4 separate regions of the Mus musculus genome follow, and all the other regions are linked to region 3. A link is a contact called in public HiCAR-type and promoter capture Hi-C data. All regions are on one chromosome and are shown on one strand. Each heading gives the region's core, a stretch centred on a gene start, on an enhancer-like site or on the middle of the called end of the contact. The rest is flanking DNA. Distances are from core to core; before and after follow the strand shown. Region 1 holds the start of Lap3 (leucine aminopeptidase 3). Region 2 holds the start of Lcorl (ligand dependent nuclear receptor corepressor-like). Region 3 holds the start of Cpeb2 (cytoplasmic polyadenylation element binding protein 2). Region 4 holds the start of Med28 (mediator complex subunit 28).

The links. HiCAR-type assays count read pairs that join an accessible place to other places. Capture Hi-C pulls out chosen DNA fragments and counts their contacts.
Region 1: a contact with region 3 is called in a promoter capture Hi-C map of liver, with 7 times the contacts expected there. The contact joins the promoter of Lap3 here to the promoter of Cpeb2 in region 3. A contact is called at or near these places in 4 of 39 promoter capture datasets (the C10 cell line, liver and pre-B cells), 5 of 484 Hi-C or Micro-C datasets (CD4 T cells, CD8 T cells, embryonic stem cells and 2 more), 1 of 115 datasets of contacts at active chromatin or transcription factors (astrocytes) and 2 of 9 other capture datasets (adipose tissue and liver).
Region 2: a promoter capture Hi-C map of liver shows a contact between it and region 3, with 4 times the contacts expected there. The contact joins the promoter of Lcorl here to the promoter of Cpeb2 in region 3. A contact is called at or near these places in 1 of 484 Hi-C or Micro-C datasets (CD4 T cells) and 1 of 9 other capture datasets (liver).
Region 4: a contact with region 3 is called in a HiCAR-type map of astrocytes, with 6 times the contacts expected there. The contact joins the promoter of Med28 here to the promoter of Cpeb2 in region 3. A contact is called at or near these places in 1 of 39 promoter capture datasets (pre-B cells), 3 of 484 Hi-C or Micro-C datasets (CD8 T cells, pre-B cells and uterus) and 1 of 115 datasets of contacts at active chromatin or transcription factors (astrocytes).

The regions. Positions count from the first base shown.
Region 1 is chr5:45,492,039-45,494,738 of GRCm38.p6, forward strand. Lap3 (leucine aminopeptidase 3) reads left to right here and starts at 1,336. Exons shown (of 13, transcript NM_024434.6): 1 at 1,336-1,523. The coding sequence starts at 1,422.
Region 2 is chr5:45,856,230-45,858,929 of GRCm38.p6, forward strand. It overlaps Lcorl (ligand dependent nuclear receptor corepressor-like), which reads right to left and starts at 1,311. Exons shown (of 7, transcript NM_001163073.1): 1 at 1,118-1,311. The coding sequence starts at 1,268.
Region 3 is chr5:43,231,818-43,234,517 of GRCm38.p6, forward strand. Cpeb2 (cytoplasmic polyadenylation element binding protein 2) reads left to right here and starts at 1,436. Exons shown (of 12, transcript NM_001368806.1): 1 at 1,436-2,700. The coding sequence starts at 1,646. All of the region lies in intron 1 of Gm7854 (predicted gene 7854), which reads right to left.
Region 4 is chr5:45,518,942-45,521,641 of GRCm38.p6, forward strand. It overlaps Med28 (mediator complex subunit 28), which reads left to right and starts at 1,288. Exons shown (of 4, transcript NM_025895.4): 1 at 1,288-1,543. The coding sequence starts at 1,385.

The sequences.
Region 1 (2,700 bases), core at 86-2,585, 2.3 Mb after region 3:
CCTAGATATGGACTAGATGCTAGATTTTGGCATGAATACACAGAAGTGAAAGCCACGTCCTACACACACACACATACACACACACACACACACACACACACACACACACACGAGCAGGATACAGGTGATTAGCAATTTGAGACAGGTTGCTTTGGGAGTAGGAGACATAAAACCCACAGTGGGATGGTCTGGAGGCATTTCTTGTGGAAGAAATGTCCTTAAACAAAATAAAAAAGGCAGAAGGAACTTGATCTTATTACGTTAGTAACCTTTTTATCACCAGGACAAAACTTTCTGAAGCTGTCAAATTAAAAAGAGGAAAGACTTTAGTTCCTAGCTCCAGAGGTTCCCGTGGTCATTCAGTGCACGGGTTTAGGGCCAGCATAGCAATTATGCTGAACACATACGATGGGATGCCTCTTCATCTGTGGTGAATCAGAGACAGGCAGCCGGGTCCTGGGATCACAGCATTTTCCTTGAAACCTCCCAACTTCTTTCTACTAGGTCCCATGTTCTACGTGTTCCACCTCCTCCCTGCAGCACCACGAGCTGCTGACCAAGAGCTGCTGACCAAAGCTTTAAAATATGAGCCTTGTCAGTAGTGAGGGTGGGCTACTAATGGGGACAATCATGGCCCATATCCGGATGTCTACATAAGACACTCTTCAAAACAGTTTTTGTAATCACTGTACTTCTTGCCCTTATTGGATAATGAAGGATGGCAGATATGCTACATTAAAGTATGCCACTTGAGCATCAATATTTTGCACCTAAAAGGCACTTGAATAGAACTAAATGCAAGAAGAGCCATCTTTGGGTCTCCCAAACCCCAAAGCAGAACGTCAAACCACCATGTAAACTACTGCTACCCCAAATACTTTTACCCGAGGTGAGGCGTTAAGGAAGCTAGAAATCTGCCCAAATGAACCTTATTTAGCTAATTATTACATTCTTTTTGTTTTCCTTTATGCTTAGTTACTTTTTCATAACTATTTACTATTCAATATAAGCACTTGGACCTGATCACTTTCAGGATCCTCATTTTCCTGTAAGGGCTTCCATGTATACACAAACTTGTTAAATAAAATTGACATACTTCTGTTAAACTGCCTTAAACCAAATTCTCAGGCTTCCCACGCGAGCACGAGCAAGCCGACACGCCCCTGAGCCCGCAGAAACCACGCCCACGACGCCGGCCCGCAAGAACAGAAGCCCCGCCCCCAAGGGCCTGCCGCCCTTCCCTAAGGCTCAGTAGCGGGTCTCCGCCCAGTTGCCGACGGCCCCGCCCCCAAGGCCCCGCACAGGTCCGGCTTTCCAAGCGCGCGTCCGGCGACCCCGGAGGTCCCGCCTCCAGGCGCGCGCCCTGCCACGCGCCACGTGCTCCTTCTCTGGAGGGCGGCGCCGAGGGCCGAGCCGAGAAGATGTACTTGCTGCCCCTTCCGGCTGCCGCGCGAGTCGCGCTCCGCCGCCTGGGAGTGAGAGGTCTCTGGGATCGGGGTCTGTCCACCGCAGACATGACGAAGGTGAGTGGAGGCGGCTCGCTCTCGGGCGGCCGCGCGAGCCCTGGCGGCGGGCAGCAGGGTGACCCGGCGTATCCAGGCCGCGATGTGTCGGACGGACGCATCAAGTTGCAGAAATGAGCTGAACAGAAAAGTTCCCTGGGTTTGCAGGACACCAGCCTGGGCCCGGCTTGCGACGAGGGCGGCCGATGCTGTTTGCCGAGGGCGCGTCCTTTCTTCCTAACTGGACAGTGCTGGGTTCTGAAGGCTGAGCAGAACCGCTCACTCCACCTAACCAGTGTTTACTGACTCCTCTAACTGAGCTCTGAAAAATTACACGCGCCTAGTTCGCCAATTCTTTTAGTTCTCACAGAGACCCTAGAAAGGACGACGGTAGGATTGTCCCAAAGCCTGCTACGCTTCCAGAGTAGCCAGTCACAGGGCCTGGACCCCTCCCCCCGCTGAAGTGAAGTGGAAGGCCCTGGGGGAGGAAACTGCTGGATTGGGTTTCTGTCCTTTTAGGGGAAAGGGTTTTATTGAGAGAGGTCATCTTGAAATTGGAAGAGGGTCTTCTCCATAGTCTGAGAAATTATGAAGGACCCTCAGATGGGAAAAGTCTGGAAGGGCTCATTGGAGTACTTCCAGGTCATACTTCCAGGACCTGGTGAGGGAGGAATGTTCCAGATGGAGCTTTGAACTCAGGTCGCCTGCAGTTATCACAGATAGCAGAGGAGTTAGGCAGACACCTTTCCAGCCCTGGCCGGTAACATTGGATTGTCCCAGGTTGGTCTCATGGAACCCCAGAATGAACAATCTTGGGAAAGTTAGAACCTAGCACTTACCATTGCTAAGGACGCCTGTTTTCTTCAGTGGAAAGATGGGTCCGGAGTACCTGGGGTGTTTTTTGGAAAGGGCCCTGACCAGAAAGAAGGCATGTGCACTGTCAAAGTTTAACTACGCAGGAGCTCCAGTGTCAGGGACTAGGTTTCCTTATCTGGCAAATGAGAGAAAAGTACTCCTTGAAGTGGCCGTAAGGGAGGCAGTATTTTAAAAGTCGTAAATTGCCTTGTGAAGTCAAATGATGAGCAGTGGTTTTACATCCTTATTTCAGGTGTTTGGGGCGGGGAGCGTGTGACAGAAATGTGGAGCCACACCATTAAGTGCTTGGCAGAAGGCCCTGCTTCTTCTGCCCTCTCTGCAA
Region 2 (2,700 bases), core at 61-2,560, 2.6 Mb after region 3:
CACCCACTCCTAACACCGACCAGCCTCCACTCCCACCTCCTCCCCTCAAAAGCTACCCCGTAACCCCTGCCGAAGCACACCCTCCGCTCGCAGCCCCTCTGTTGCACTGAACCAACCTGCTGGGTAACAGCTGTGGGCACACGTCGCACTCTGAGTGAGGAAAAGCAGCGACCGCAACAAGGTAAGGGAGTCCCAGTACTTCCCGCTACCCGGAGCAGCCCACTGAATGACAGCCGGGAGCGCGCAAGTTTGAAGCAAAACCGATCAGACCCCACCGAAACGGAAAACTGAACTGCATTTGAACAGGAATGGGAGGCGGGGAGGGCTACGCGAGTCCATCACATGACAGCGAAAAGAGGACCGGAGTCGTCGGGGCGTCCTCAAGGAAAGGGGGGGGGGGCGTGGGGAGGGTGCCGTCGCCATAGCAACACCCCCCATCCGTCCAGACTTCCAAAGAGGGAGGAAGAACTTCAAATCCCAACCGTCAGCTCGAGCGGCTCCTTCTTAAAGGGGTACACACAGATCCGAGGCCACTCGCAAGAGGGCAGAGGCGGCCGCCCCCCGCCCCTCAGGCGCCGCCCCCATCGCCCCTCGACCCTCTCCCGCCCCCCGCCCCCCGCCCCGCGAGCGCCCCGCAACCCCTGGTCCCGCGTCCCAGGAACTAGGCAGCGTCTTCGCCGCCAGCCCCAGGGCCGCAAGAAGGGGGTGTGTGAGCGCCCGGCCGGGGGCGCGGACCGGCTCGCCGCTCCAGGGTCCCCTCCGCCCCGGTGGAGAGCCGCGGTGACAGGGGCACCGGCGGGTGGCGACGGGCGCCGAGGAGTTTCGGGGCAGCACGAGCGGGCGGGCTGCTTCCGCGGGGTGCTCGGAGAGTGGGTCCGAACTAACAGTTCCCCGGGAGCTCGGAGCCGGGCAGGCGGGCGGCGGGGCGCGGACCGCGCCGGGCAGGGAGCCCCGAGACAAAAGGCGCCGCCGGGGCCGCCGCGCCGCCGCCGCCGCCGCTCCCATCGCTCCCCATTGAACTGACCCGAACCGGAGCTCCAACTACACCCCTCAGCCACAAACTCCTCCGGCAGCCGCACCGTGGCGCCGAGCCCGGCCCGGCCCGTGTCTCTCTTACCTACACAGTGCATGAGGCGGTGGCGCCAAGAGTCGAGTTCCCGCCGGAATCCTCTCCTCTCCGCCGCGCACCGAGGGCTCCGGCACTGAGCGGCAGCGGCGGCGGCGGCAGCAGCGGCGGCAGCGGCCATTCTCTCTCTTCCCTTGTCCATCTGCGTCCCGCGTCACGCGCCCTCATTTACATACGAGCGGCGCAGGCACGAGGCAGGGGCGCGAGCCCTCGGCGCGAGCCCCGGAGCGCGCGCCCCCCGGAGGGGGGTTGATTGACACGTGTCACTACCTTCCTCCTGCCCTCCCCTCCCCCTCCCACCGCTCCCTCGGGGAGAGGCGGGGAGGGAGCGCGGAGAGAAGGAAGCAACCTGCCGCTTCCGCTGACCCCGCCTCCTTACCCACTCCCTTCCCCTCCTCCCCCCAGAGTTTACTCAGGCAAGCCATACTGCTCCCGCCGTCCACGAAAACCCTGAGCGGGAGCGAGAAACCCGGAGGCCAGCCAGGAACCCGCGTGCTGAAGGAGCGGACCAGCAACGCCTCCCTTCTGCCCTCGCGCGGAGCGCTGGAAGTCCGAAGACTTCATTTCCCAGCCTCCATTGCGTGCAGGTCCCGTAGAGGAGCGCAAGAGAGCGACGCTGTGCCCTCTGGGCTTTGTAGTCCTCTCGCGTTGAGCGCTCTCCTAGCCTAGCCAGTTCGCACTTTTCCAGATAGCAGCTCGGCCCCAGACTTCTAATGTTTTGCCCCCAGTGGGTTTAGCCTCTAACTCCCTCCGCCCAAATGCTTGCTTCCTCGAGTTCCAAGAGGGGAGTACGGTGGAAGCCTCAAGAGTTGGCGGTGCTGGGCTAGGCAGCTCCTTAAGTGCTGGAAACTTTTCAGGGTCAATGTCATCTATCTTCACTTTCAGCGAAAGCGCTTGCCAATCATCCTACTGCATCCAGAAAAGATGTGCGAGGACATCAGTTTTGTGAAGCGAAGAGATCTTGAAAAGCGAGATTAGTTACAAAAATCGGGGGAACTAACCTTGCATGGGATTTAACACTTTGTAATTGTTATAGATGGATCCTGCTCTGTGCTAGAGAAAACTTCCTTGGGGAGAGGAGAATCTTTTGATTAAGTATATACTTAAAATTACTTAAAAAAAAAAAAAAAACTTTTGCACCAGAGCCATTTCTACACTTATGTCAGTATTGTCACAGGGGACCAAGAGCTTGTAAGCCATCCAGAGTTTACAGAGAAGTGCTGTACATTACTGGGCATTTATACTCACCTTTGCGGAAAAAAATATTTTAATTCTTAGGAACTCAAATTCTCAATTCTGTATTGCCCTATCTTGTGGTATAGTCTTATCTATCATTCTTTTTTCTTCTTAGAGTAGTTTATTGCTCAGCGTTTGTTGCATCAGAAGTAAAAATGTAGCATTACATCTTCATCAGAAATTTTCGAATGTGAAGTTTGAAGCCATGTGTTTATGAATATATGTTTGCAATCTTATCATTTGGGAGGCTAGAATAAGGTGATGTGTAGAGTAGAGATAGTCTAGATGGCGGTTCAGAAACTGAAATTTAAAATAGGAGTGGCTTATCTCCATAGTTT
Region 3 (2,700 bases), core at 186-2,685:
CATTCTGCTTATCATGCTAATTTCTGAAGTAAATGAATTTTATAAAATATGTTTTTGGGAAACTTAGCTTATTAATCACACATAGATCTTATAAAGTATTTTCTTTTTGAAGTGCTGTTCTCTTTTTACTGATTATTTGACTTGCATACTTTTGAAATAAGATGAGGAACCAAATTCAACTGACAGGGGCTTCAGAAAGACATCTACCTAACTTCCTTAAGAGACTAGTAAGTTACAACATCATTAGTCCAGTCTGAATCAACTTTCTGCAAACTGTTGAGATTTCAGTAGGTATTTCTGGAATCCATTCAGTAATTTCAGTTTTCTAAGCACCAGGAAAACTTAAAAATAAAAACTAAGAACATACAATTCTTTATTATGTCGTGTGGATCAGTTATCATTGGACTAAACAGTCAAGTGTGGTTTTCTCTGTGTAAAATGTTCCTGTGGGGAGGAATTACACTGGATTAAGTCCCCATCCAGCGCTCCTCTGTCTACATGGAAAGCCTTTCCCCTTCCACTTTACAAGCCTCAACAAGTCCGCTGCTGAGTCACAATCTCCTTTCCCCCCTGATGTGAGAAATCTTTCTCCCTTGAAAATTAATAAAGCTTCGGAAATGTTCCGATGAGAGTCTCCCGGGGGAAGGAAGCCAGAAAGAACTTGTAGAGGAGGAGTCCGGCACCCCTGGGTTGTGGTGACAGCGCACCCAGGGCTTGCAGCAGCGGGGCCAGGAGGAGCTGGTCTCAGAACCTACTCAGAGCTCTCCTGCGCGAGTAACCACGCAGAGCCCTGTCGGCTCCCAGACTTTGTTCCCCTTGCTGAAGTGGAAATGTTTGCTGCAAAAGGCGCCGGTGTTTCGCGTTTTACTCTTAAAAAACAAACAAAAAAAAATGCCTTCCAGCGGTGGCAAGGGTGGGTGACAGCACGCGCGGCTCGCACCCGACCACAGAGCATGGGACCTTCTAGAGTCCTGCAAGCTTAGCGCCCTAGTCCTGCTAGCAGGTCTGGGACAGCGGCACTTCACGTGACCCCAGGGGCTGGGACAGGGCGGGGCCTGAGGAGGGGGCGCGTGCGACAGGGGACAGGAGGGGCGGTTGCCCAGGAACCGTCCGCAACGCCCGCGCGTGCTCGCCTCCGTGCGCACGCGCACGGTGCTCGAGACCCATTAGCCGTCTCCCCAACTTCCACCGGCTTTTTTTTCACCCCCTTGGGCTCCATTCAAGGTCCTGGACTGAGGGACGCGCCGCGCGCGCCCGCTGCCTCGCAGGGTCCACAACGCACGCTAATGAGGGGCGGGGCGGGGCGAGGCCGGCGGCGGCGGCGGCGGCGCGCTCGCGCGTGCCAGGGCGCGCGACAAGGGGCGGCGCGATTGTGAGGTGGCTGCTGACGCACGTTCCGGGGTTCTTAAGCGGCGAGGGCGGCGGCGGCCGAGGCAGCGGCGGTGGTGCCGGAGCCGGTTCCGGGAGGCGGCGGTGGCCTCCGTGAGGGGCGGCGGGGCCCCAAGTCGGTGCCCCGGCTCAGTCACAGTGTCCCTTTCCCATTGACCCCATCCTTCCACCACGGCCGCGCCGCCACGGCTCCCGGGGCTTTCTAGGCGGGGCAGGGGACGGGGTGCGTCTCCTGCCGCGGCCGCCGGCCTGATAAATGCGGGACTTCGGGTTCGGGGTGCTGCACACTGCCCTGCTGCGCAGCGGCAGCCCACGATCCTCGCCCGGCGGCAGCGCCTACCGGCCCTTCGCCGCCGGGCCGCCCGCCACGCCCTTCGGCCCGCTGTCGCCGCCGCCGTTGCCTGTCACCGGCTTCTCCGAGGCCGCCTCCCCCTTCGCCATCCCCTCGGGCGGCGGCGCGGCCAGCTCAGCCGCAGCTTCCTCTTCCTCCCCGCTCGTGGCGCATCCCCAGGCCGTGCAGGATGAGCTACTGCTCGGGCTGACACAGCAGCCGACGAGGCCGCTCTCGGGGGCGGCGGCCGCAGAGCAGCTCCCCAGCCACCACCCCGGCGGCGGCACGAACGCGGGTGTGACCCACCTCCTCCCCTCCCAGGACTTCAAACCGAGTCTGCACCACCCCTCCTCCTCCTCCGCCTCCTCCTGCTGCTGCTGCCGCACCTCCTCCCCGCAGGACTTCAGTAAGCGGCAGCAGCAGCAGCTGAGCAGCCAGAAGAGGAAAGAGTTGAGCCCGCCACACCGTCCCCACCCTCCGGACGCGAAGCCGCCGCCGCCGCCGCCGCCGCTCCACTGCCCCGGCCGCTTCAGCCCAACACCGCCAACGCCGCCACCACCGCCCGGGCCGCTCCTGCAGTCGGCGCCGCTCGCCCAGCGCTCTCAGCCGTTCAGCCTCCCGCACACGCAGCACCTCCCGCCGCAGGACTTCGCCCAGCGGCAGCGCCCGGTCGACCTGCCCCAGCTCCCGCAGCTCCCGCCCTCGCCGCCCGCAGCTCCGCGGCGCCGCCACGGAGGCGCGGGAAGCCCTCGCCAGACCCCGGCCGCGGGCGAGGGCAGCGCCGCCGAGCCCCCCAATGCGGGCTTGCCCCCCTCGACGCCGCCGGTGAACCCCGCGCCGGGCTCCATGGAGTCGCCCAACCACCCTCTGCTCAACAGCCCCAGCACCCTCCTGCCCGGCGCGGCGCTCGGCACCAGCGCCTTCAGCAGCCTGCAGAGCCCGGACCTGCCGCACCCCGGCGGCGGCGGGGGCGGGGGACC
Region 4 (2,700 bases), core at 38-2,537, 2.3 Mb after region 3:
AGAGTTCTGGATGTTGGGCATATAGATAACTAAAACCTGACTAACCCCGCAAAGTATTTCTTTAGGTTTTTTTTTCTAGAAAGGTCTTCCATTTAAATTTTCATTCCAAATGAGATCTCTTTAGAGAGGCCCTCCACATCAAAGAGCACTTAGCTGTCCACTCCCAAGCATTTTCCCTCAGTACTTATCTCTACAAATAATGCTGTATGTATTTATGAGGTTTTTCTTCCTATTTGGGGTATTTACTACTATGTCTAGATTATTAAACATGCCTATCTGGAAACTAGAAGGACTCAGTTAAGTTGAAGGGACACTAGTCCACTTGAGCATGGCTCTGGCAATCCTTGTTCGGCTCCTCCATTTCCTCTGCTTTACTAAGAACTGTTAGATTGTGTTCCTAAAGCTAGCCACCGAGGTTTGTTCACTTATTTGGCCACTTCCTGAGGCTGACTACCAAGGTGAAGATATCATCGTATTGAAGTCCAGCAATGAAAAGTCCCCGTTGGCTCACCTAATTAACTTGTCCAACTAAAATTGAACACATCATTCTAACACAGGGGTTCCCTTTATACCATTATAAATGTCCATTTTACTATGTGCCGCATCTGTCTCCTCTCTATCTAGAGGCAGTCTTTTATCCTCCAGTGACAAATACCACTCCCCATCCTTCTCTTCTCCTTCATCCTGTCTCCTGTCACTTATTCCCTACCCTCTGTCTAGGGCAAGGAAATCTTTCGGCGAAAACTTGGTCAGCTGATAATTTTTCTTTTTTTTTTAAGTGTTGTAAAATTAAACAACAACGACGACAACAAGGCTATTTGGCTTCTGAATTAGTGAACAGGCAAACATTAAAGCCGTTATGAAAACAGATGCAGTCACTTTCCCTCCGGTGTTATCATATACGATTAGAAAAGTGCCAGGAACACTGGTATCCTTCAGGATGTCACCTCACGCCAGAATTTAGAGGGAACTTGTGTTGTTCCAGCCAGAACAAGTGACTAGATTGGCATTTGGTACATCTCAAGCCCTTAATCACCCTAGAATGAACTGATGACTCATTTTTCTAAAGGAGCGCAGAAAAGACTCGGCTAAGGTCTTTAGGGACAGCCCAAGGGCTTGGCTGGAGGCAGGGAGGCCAGCGCCCTTGTTCGGTCTCTGCAAGTGACTGGTTTAAACCAGTCCCAGCATTTAGTATTTAGGTCAAAAAAGAGTAAACCCAGGTCGGCTATAAATTGGGCAGACCGCACAGAAACAAGGATGATGGTAAATCCTTTCTCCGGGCGAATAGGCGAACTGCCCGTCATGTGACCAGGCCTGCCACGTGATCAGGCTGCCCGCGCCTGCGCACACAGGCCCGGTGTCGTTTCCGCCCGCCGTTGCAGACATGGCGGCGTCCCTGGGAGGGATGTTCACTGGGCAGCCTCCAGGTCCCCCGCCGCCGCCGCCCGGGCTCCCAGGCCAGGCGTCGCTTCTGCAAGCAGCCCCTGGGGCCCCGAGACCATCTAACAGCACTTTGGTGGACGAGTTGGAGTCATCCTTCGAGGTAAGCCGAGATGTGGGCGTCTCTGTGCAGCCCTCACAGGCGTGCGGAAGGCGCGCAGGTTAACTCCTTTCTCGGTCCCGGCGTTTAGTAGAGGCGGGGCACCGGAGAATGGAAGTCGCCTGCCGTAGATTGGGTACTACCTGTGGCCGGTCGTCTCAGGTCTGCCCCCGCAACCGCGACATTTCTGGAGACCGTGGCCTTGAAGTTCGCCCAACTCCCATCCACCTCGGGGCTCGTTGGATCCCCTGCGGGTCTAGTAGGATCTGGTCTTCCCTGGAGCGGGCCCACTCGGCTGAGGTCCTCTGAGTTTCCAGGTCACATACTGGACGCTTTTCCTGTTTTTCTCTAGTGTTCTGTGTAGACCTTCCAATGGCCCCTGGCACCTGCCTACCTGTTAGCTTGTTTGGGTGCCATCCCTTGACTTCTCTGGCTTTCGCTTTCTATTCATTTGGTAAATGCTCTTTGTTGGCATAAGTTGAGTTCTCACTGTGGGAGGAAACCTTAGTAGAACGCTTGGGTCCATCCACTCTTGGATGCAGGGATGGAACTCAGGTGTGGTGGCAAACATCTTTACCGGATTAGCCATCGCACCAGTCCTAAAATACTGGGCTTTTAATAGAAGGGCACGCGTTGTTTTTAACCTCCGTAAGACTGACTGTCCATAAAGGTCCATGCTTTAAATGTTTTTCAAAGGATGGGGGGGGGGGGTGGGCTGGGAGGTGCAGCAGGAACTAAAGTTTCTGAAGTTAGTTTTTGTCTTTTTGTTTTGTTTTGTTTTGTTTTGAGACAAGTTCTCAGCGTAGCCCTGGCTGTTTTGGAACAAGCGCTGTAGACCAGGCTGACTTTGGACACACAACTGTCTCTGCCTCCCTAGTGCTGGGATTGAACAAGTGCAGCACCACTGCCTGGCTTGCAGTTAGGTTTGGTTTTTTTTTTTTTTTTAAGTCTGCATGGCCTACTGCCGTTGGTGAAGCCCCCCCCCCCCCCGCCCCCAAGCTTTGTGGGCCATAGGTTTTCTGAAATCTGCACATCATGCTCACGCCCCAAAAGTCCAACAAGACTTAACTTTTACCGTACACAGAATAGGCAGTCTGGTTGGTCGAGCTGTTACAGGAGTGGGAAATCCTTTGACTGTTTCCATCCATCAGATCTGGAGC